Linked DNA regions of Mus musculus: region 1 is linked to region 2. The links are chromatin contacts, called in public promoter capture Hi-C maps. All regions are on one chromosome and are shown on one strand. Each heading gives the region's core, a stretch centred on a gene start, on an enhancer-like site or on the middle of the called end of the contact. The rest is flanking DNA. Distances are from core to core; before and after follow the strand shown.

Region 1 (4,117 bases), core at 449-2,948, 590 kb before region 2:
GAACAGAAGTTAATATAGTCTCATTCAGCATCTTTAAGGATAGGATGGCAAAGTGCTGCAGCTTCCCACTCAAAAAGCTATTTTATATAGTACACAGTACTATTTCCTACCTCAGTGGTGGTAGCTCTCCTTCCCAATGACATTTACTTGGCTTCTAAATCCCTTCATTTGTCTTCCCACATCTGGTAAAAAAAAAAAGGGGGGGGGGACTTAAAAATCACAGCAGTCCAACAAAGTATTACAAAACAAAACATTATACAAATTTTAACGTTTGATTTCCATGCCATAGTGCATGACAATCACCACCCAGCAACAAACAGAACCAAACATTATACATCACTCGCTATAAAAAAAAAGAGTACAATTATCTAATTAAACGGGCAGAAAAGGTCTGGCTTTCCTCTATTTCAATGGGAAGATCCCGATCTACGAGTCAGAGTGTGACCTCACTTCCGACGTGAATCACACTTTCCGAAGTTCTTACTCGGCATGAGTGTATTAAATACGAGGTCATAGGATCCCTGTAGTTGTTAAACAGAGCATGATGTTGGTTAATCGGGGCTAACTCTGCAAGACATTGAAGCTACGGTAAACTTGGCCAACTAACTCTTACTGCAACACACATTCTTCAGCAATTGCAGCTTTTCACACCTACTGGGGAGAAAAAGTCCAACACTGATTAAGAATGTATCTGTCGATACCCTGACTGCACCTCTTCTCGCTGCGATAACACAACACGAATAGCAGTCACTGTTATCCTTACAGAGTTTTCAGTCAATCAAGCTACTGTAGAAAAACCGTGGCAAAAATGCTGAGTCACTAAATGGGAAAAGCAAAAGGGGCTACAAATACTGAAAGTTTGGGATACCCTTTAGCCACGTTTCTACGTTATATTTGTATGTCTCGAGGTGGGGAACATAATACACAAAGCAAACGCTTGAACTTTTCTCCTCTGGGTTCTCTTATGTCCCTTGCTTCCTGCTGGATATCCACAGCAAAGGGAAACCAGGCCTGACTGGAGCTATGAAACTCCACAATGTGGGTGTAAATAACGCCCGCTGTTAGTCAAGCATTAACCCTGACCGTCCTGCCCTGAGCCTGGTAAGCCCGCGCGCTTCAGTTCAGATCAAGAAGGAAGCAGGAGAGGGGGGAATCTCACTCAAAAAGCTACGCCCTCCACCGGCCTGACACCGTTCCCGGGGCGGCCCCTCCCGGGACAGACTGAGGACAGAGTCTGCGGGAGTGTGGCGCCGGGAGCAACGGGAGCTGGAGCACCCAGCTGTCCCAAGTGATGCCCGGTCCAAGGGGCGTAACCCCTTCTTCCCCCGCGGGGGGCGGGCGAAGCGGGAGCAGGGGACCCGCCGGGCGACCCCAGCCCGGAGCCGCCACTGGGCAGCGCCTGGAGACAGCCGGGTCCGCCGCCTGCCCTTACCTGCGTGTGGCGCGGGATGAGGCTGCGGCGCCGCCCGGAAGGGCCGGAGCGGCCGCCCGGGAGCCGGGAGAGGAGAGCGCCGGCCACACTCTGCACCCCCCCGCACCGTCCACCCCGCGGGCCGCAGGGAGACAAAAAGAAGGGCTCCTCGCGCCGCGGCCGGTCGTGGAGTCACACTGAGCGCGCCCTTCGCCCCGCGGCCGACACAGCGAACGCGACCCGGGACGAGCCGCAGCCCGAGCAGCGGCTGCAGCTGCGGCGGTGGCGGGGCAGAGGGGCGGGGCCACCGGCCGGCGACCCGCTCACCCGGAAGTACTTGTGGCAGGCGGCGGGGTAGCGGACGCGCGCGGCTCGGAGGCTACTGGCTGGACCGCGGAGCGCAGGGCTCGCGGGTGACGGGGAGGGAGACACGCTCGACACGCACTGGCTCAAGCCGGGCCTGGTCCCGAGCGTTGGTATCTGAGCGTTTCGTAACCGTACTTAGCCAGGTGGCCTCAAAGCGGTCTGGTGGGAGGTTTTGGGTGAGTGAGGCACCTGGCGCGCAGTCTGTGGGAAAGGATGTGGAGGGTGGGTGTGGCTGAACGAAATGAAAATACCTGTTTTTAAAGAGATTTCCACCTGAGGCTGTAGCGCAGGTAATAGGGTGCTTACTTAGCATATCTGTAACCTTGGGTGCCATTCCCAGCATAAAATCAGGTATGATGCTATACACCTGTTGTCCCGGGTACCCTGGAACCTGTGGCAGGGCAAAGGAGTTTGAATTATCACAGTGAGACCTGTACACATCACACACACGCGCGCACACACACAAACACACAGACCCAAATCGTAGGCATGTTCTTCAATCCCAAAAGTATCTGGGGAAGGCCCTCACGTTCAAAGTTCCAGGCACCGGAAGCCCTGATCATGCTCTCGGGGAAACTTGCCTTCTAATTGAGTAGATGAACTTGATCAGATAAACAAGGTAATGACAGATTGTCGTGAACTCAGCGGCAAGCAATGATGAGAACATTTTGAGGGTGAGGCCTCTGGCTGGAGAAGATGGTGAGAGAAGACCTCTGGCAGGAAGTGATAGCCGAGCAGGTATCTGGGGGAAAGGGCACAAAATGGTCTTAGGCACGACCTCCCATCTGCAAAAACTGCAGATTTCAGAAGCCCACGAATAAGCCCACGGATGACATGTTTGGATTTTGTCTGATGGCTTCTAAAAGGACTTTCAGAGCTGCCCGTATCCACTGAGATATCAAAGGCTTGATTAACCTTTCATGTTCACGGGGCTGCCACTGTGGGATCAATCAATCCTGGAGGTTCAGCACACAGAGAAAAGTGTGCTGAGAGAAACTGTGTGTCTGTCTGTCTGTCTACAATTGGCTCACAGACAGCAACTTTGGGTGGTATTTCCCTGGAGTCATGCTCCTTGGTTTTTTAAAGACATTATTAAATCTCACATAGACCTGGAATTTACCAGGTCGGCAAAGCTAGCAGCCACTCCAGTGCTGGGGTCACAGGCAAGCGCCACCACACCTAGCTCTCTTTCATTGTAAAAATAGGCGTTAACACTAGTGTTGTGAAGCAGCTTTAGAAGTTCGCTGTTACTTCTCCTTCATATTTTGCCACCTATTTGGCAACTGAAAACAAAAACGACTCCTCTTGTTGAAAGAGTCTATAATAAACGATTCGAAAGAATGTTGTAGACTGACACTCTTTGTCACAGCGAGGAGTCCCTGACTCAGGCTGTAACCCTGAATTACGTGGTAGGCAGTCGTTCTCGGCACATTAAGTCTCTCTTTCTGCCAAAAATATCTGTTCCCAGATCTTTATGGAATATTCTGACATGTGAATGCCCCAGGTCTGTGTGGGCTGGCTGCTCCACAGATATATTAATAGATGAAGGAAAATTTTGCAAATGTTTATACTTTTTGGAAAGTGTGATGGCTGGATCCATACATATTTATTCTTTCCACAGCAAATCTTTCATAGTTTTCTTAGATAATGCCAAGAAATAAAGTGCTTCCTTTTTTAATAACAAATATTCATTGCTGATTTTACTTGCCTGCATCAGATATTGTATTTTTTATTTCAACTACCAGAATCTGTGAAAGTGGATATATTTTTAACATGAATGTCTCTGATATTAATGACAATAATGTGTTTTTCATGTTTCTCTTGTCTTTTCATATTTTTAGATGGAACTATCTTGGCAAAAGCTGGACAATGTTCCTTTATTTGAAACACATATCTGGAAACATCATTAGTTCAGACATTAAAAATAAACTACTAGGAGTTGTGTGAGCAAGTCAGTCAAAATTTCAGCATGGCTGGCAAAGGGACTCCTGAGGCGCCAGCCATAACTCGGGAGCTATGGAGAGTTGAGAGCTGCTGAAGAAATGAAAGTCACTTTCTTTGTGGATGTGGTTGAACCCCAGTGGGTGGCCTCACACCCACATACATGTGGCCAACAACAACTAGACTCAGGGGCTGAACAGATGGGTCAGTGGTTAAGGACACACTGCTCTTTCCAAGGACCCAAGTTTGACTCCCAGCACCAACGTTGAGTGCCTCACAACTCTGTAACTCCAGCTCCAGGGAAATCTCCCATTTCTGTCCTCGTCTGTGTTACTTGTATACAATTCACACGGACATATACATATATACACATATACACATATATACATAACTAAAAAT
Region 2 (4,603 bases), core at 1,756-4,255:
ACAACCCCAACAACAAACACTTTTTATCATGTTTGTCTCCTTGAGTAGGACAGGTCCTGGAGGACTCTGATTGGTTGTGCTATGCCCTCACTATGTACCCCTGCACTATATGGAAACCTAGGCAGTTACTCAAATGATTAGAGCCACTTCACTTTAATACAATGTGATTTATACTGCAAGAAAAATCCAAGGCCTACACACATGCAACTACTTAAAGAGTGAGTGGAAGACAATACAGACCATCTGGGCCCCAACTCAAGCTCCAATCAAAGCAAATTTACATTTCACCTCAACTTCTCTTTTTCAAAGAACCATTTGAAACTAACCCAAGTCTGAAAGGGAAGGACGGCCACTTCACAACCAGTTTTCCCCCACAGTCACACCTCTCAAATTTCCCTAATAACTCCAGCTAAAGGTACTTACTTGCACACACACTGTGCCAAGAGCGAAGGGTTCAGGTATTATCTCATTCAATTTTCTCCAAAGCCCCAGAAAGTTGCTAGCATTGGGATAACTACTTGCAAAGTGAGAAAACCCAAATGTAAAGACAAAGCCATTCGCTCAAGGTTAAACTCCTGTTTAAGAGCTCACAGGGTCTGCTAATGCTTCACTCTTCTTTCCTGGCCAGGCCTCATTTTCTTTCCATGTAAAACAGGTAATACTGTTGTTCAAGATGCCTGCCAACACCGTCAGGCCAGTATTAAGAAAACATTCTATGACCTATACAAGTTAATAAACAGTATCAGAGCTTACTTGACACTCTAAAGCCAAGAGAGCAGTAAAGTACGAGACCAGGAGAGACACTGAGCATCCCCTCCTGTGCACAGTAAAGGCAGACTTCTCCACGTTGTCACATATTATGAAAAATGTTTTCCTCCAATAAAAAAAGGATGTAATCCTTAGAGCTTTGAAGCTTCACTGTGCAACCTGGAAAGTCACTGCATGGCTCTTTGCCCTTCCTGGGGGGCTAGCACATGACTTTGTACATGATAAGCACGCAACCTACATTAATTGAATGATACAAATTCCTTTTGAGGTTTTTCAAGTCTCAAAGCAAAAACCTTTAAGTGTTATTCCAAAGCCAAAAACCCAGGAGAAGACAAAGCCATGCTGGTTTCCTACTACAAGTAAGAGATGAGCTTTGCTGTAAGAGCACATCAAGCCTTCGCAGAGGTGGTCTGGGTACCAAGATTATCTGTCAAGTAAAGACAAACTAAGATGGGCCACTAAAGGGCTTCTGTAAACTTAGAAAACAAGTATAAAACTACTCAGGCTGTTCTTGGGTCAAAAACAGGATTGTCAAAATTTTCCCAATGAAATTTTATTTTAAGGCAACATGAGGATTTTGCTTTGTGTGTGGAGATAACACTCCAACAAAATAACTTTTGTGTTACAACACTAAAGAACTATTAAGTAAGATCCAAATGTTTCTGAGCCAAGGTGAAAAACTTTGGCAAAGGTTCCCCCAAAAATGTGTAATGTGGTAATTTAGTGAAAAGTTTTGTTTTTCACTAGACATCCCTTCAAACCTTAACTTGGGAATGAATTTTGTTGCTATGTGCAGACATCAATACAAGCAAATTGAGGTAAAACAATGGTTTTTCTTAGTTGTCAGCACCTGCAATCCCAGCACTGAAGAAGCTGAAGAGGAAGGATCCCAGGTTCGAGGCCAGCCACAGTAAATTCAAGAGCAGCCTAGGCAACAAGGTGAAACCATTTATCTAAAAACAACAAAATGATCTTGTGAGGGCTTAGGGAAGCTTCGCACGGACTCCTGACTCTGAAGTGGAAGCTTGCTTTTTTACTTATGTTGTTGTTTTGAGGAAGCCTGCCTGCAATCCTAATTCAGTTGGTATCTCAGGTGTACACCACCATCTGACACCCAACAGAAATATAAAAATGCCCTAGGTGTACTGAAAAGAAACTATACGACAAAACTGTATTTCGCTTTACAAGTACACTATCTTCTTTAGAGAAGACTATACAAAGGGTCTCTTAACTAAATCTTCACACGCAGTAAAGCCATCCTTGTAGATAAGATTCTAGATTCTATTACCTAAGAAATAGGACGCCAAAGTGTTCAAGCATCATAATCAAGAAATGTTTGCCAGGTTTTCACTTTCAGGTTAAAAAACAAAACTGCTGTCACCTCAACAACGGGACCAGACAAACCTTGCCACCATTACAAAACCCAAGCGCCAAAGGTGCAGAATATGAAGCTCATCGCTCTACTGGGCCAGAATTGAGTGTCCAAGGAGGAGGGAAAACAAAAAACAAAAATAATATCAAAACCGGGAATGCAACGCGGGTCTCCTCCGCGGATCGAAGCGGGGAGACGCGCGGTAGGCCCTTCCGGTCCGAGTTGCCGTCACCGATAGGCCGGGCGATGGGCCGAGCTTCCACCCGAGCCCGAGGATTCTCGGCCTACACGAGCCGGCGCCCTGACGCCGGCGTCGGCCTTTGCGGCGCCTCGGACTATGCACCGTGGTTTGCAACAGAAGCCCGGGACGCCACCGAGTGTCCTGGAGGAGCTGCGCGGAACGCCGAACCTAAGCAGGCCGACCGAGGACGCGGCAACGGCAGAGGAGGCCGTGGCCGCCCCTCCCCCACCGGGCCGCCCGCCCCAACCGCCGCGGCGACGCGAGCAGCCTTCTCCGCGCCAGGCCCAACCGCCGGGCCAGCCGAGGCCAAGCGAGGCGGCCTCCAGGAGCTCCGCCCGGCCTGCCCTCCACCACGACCGCGAGAAGCCGCCCGGGGCCCGTTACTCCGCGCGCCGCCACCGGTCAGGACGCGCCGCCCTCGGGCTGGAGCGACCAACGACAGCGGGAGACCGCGGAGCAGAGACTTACTCAGGGGTCGGGTGCTCGGGATCGTAGAAATCCCCCATCTTCGGTGGCGGCTGCTGCGACGGCAGCGGCTTCATGAGGAGCGGCTGGAGGCGGCGACGCTAGCCCCCTCCCCGCGGCAGGCCGATGCGGGGGAGGGGACCGGAGGGGAGGCGGCCGCTGGTCCGATCGCGGCGGCGGCAGGGGCGGCCGGCGTCGCTGGCTGGCTGGCTGGCCCGCCCGCCCGCTCTCTCGCTCTCTCGCTCGCTCCCTCCCTCCCTCCCTCCCTCCAGCAACCGCCCGCCCGCCGCTCTCACCCTCACACACTCACTCCCGAAGCGACGCGCACCCCGCCCGCCCTGCAGCCTTGCAGGCCCAGCCCCTTAAAGAGACACGCACAGGGCAGCCCACCGGCCGCCAGTCGGCGCGCCAGCACCACCGACCCTGGCAGGGGCGGGGTACAACCCGCCGGCCAGGCCAGGCCTAGCCTGCGGCCTCCCGGAACAATAAGTCCCGGGGCCGAGTGTTGGAGGCGGGTCCCGGAGCTGGAGGGGAGCCACCGCTGCCCCTCCCTGGACAGCGTCCGTCCCGGGAACAGCCCAAGGCCGTCAGGACACCCGCCTTCATCCTTCGAAGCCCTGGGAGAGCCTGGCCTCCGGGCACTGAGGTAGCGCAGCTGCCGCCCTCGCCCGCTTGCTCCTTTATTCGGTCTCTCTCGCCCCTTCAACTGGCTCTCGGCCGCGCACCGAAAACCAAGCTAAGCAGGGGCTGCTTCTCAGCCTGGGCTTCTCGGACACGCCCTCCGCCCGCCAGCCTCCCGCAGCCCCCACCACCGTGTTCCCACCGAAACCACCTCACCGCGGTATTCTGCCCTCGCCCTAAAAGTCAGAGAGGCTATGTTTGTTAGACCTGGGGGGGGGGGGTGGTCCTGAGGAAAAGGTTATTAATTAGTCTTACTAAAAAAAAAAAAAAAAGTTAGATTAAACTAGAAACTTTTTATTTCTGGATTAGCAGGATTTCGTGAAACTATTAGCTAATTTACACCTCGCTGAATTTATAGCAGTTGCTTATCATGAAAGTGGCAGATTAGATAGTTGAGATCTTTTGTGGAATTTTCTTTGATTAGCCACTAATTTTTTAATTGGAATCACCAATAAATTGAAATGTGATCTAACAGAATCCTTCACTAGCTAACTTGGCCGTATTGTTTAGACAAACATCTTCTGTAGTTAAGACTTACCCTGAACACTTGAATGCTTCATCCTGCCTACAACCTCTTGGGTGCTGGGATTCTAGGTTTTTTGTTTTGTTTTTCAAGACAGGGTTTTTCCTGTGGCCTAGAACTCAAATCCATCTGCCTCTGCCTCCCATGTGCTGGGGTTAAAGGCGTGTGCCACCACTGCCCAGCCTAAAATGTATTTTTAAAATTGTTTTTATAGGAATGGTATGTGTTGAGCCACACACATGCGCACGTGGAGATCAGAGGATAACAGTGAGTCCATTTTTGTCTCCCATGTGGGTCCTGTAACTTACATCATAAGGCTAGGCAGAAAGTGCCTTTACTCACTGAGCCATCTACCATGCATTTACATTTTTTTTCACTTGTATGTAGGCTAGCAGAATTTTTTTATCATTTTGTTTAGAGGTTAATCTGGATTTTTTTTTTCCTGGTAACTTTTACTCATATCATGGAAGTTCAAGGTCCACCAAAAACAAAACAAAACCCGCTCTAGGTTTCAGTCTCCCACGACCATTTTGTTTTGCATTCATTGGTGAGC

Evidence for each region. Capture Hi-C pulls out chosen DNA fragments and counts their contacts.
Region 1: a contact with region 2 is called in a promoter capture Hi-C map of adipose tissue. The contact joins the promoter of Lrrfip2 here to the promoter of Setd2 in region 2. A contact is called at or near these places in 1 of 39 promoter capture datasets (erythroid cells), 2 of 115 datasets of contacts at active chromatin or transcription factors (bone marrow-derived macrophages and memory CD8 T cells) and 1 of 9 other capture datasets (adipose tissue).

The regions. Positions count from the first base shown.
Region 1 is chr9:111,115,705-111,119,821 of GRCm38.p6, reverse strand. It overlaps Lrrfip2 (leucine rich repeat (in FLII) interacting protein 2), which reads right to left and starts at 1,698. Exons shown (of 15, transcript NM_001374664.1): 1 at 1,433-1,698; 2 at 111-182.
Region 2 is chr9:110,530,999-110,535,601 of GRCm38.p6, reverse strand. Setd2 (SET domain containing 2) reads right to left here and starts at 3,005. Exons shown (of 21, transcript NM_001081340.2): 1 at 2,850-3,005. The coding sequence starts at 2,923.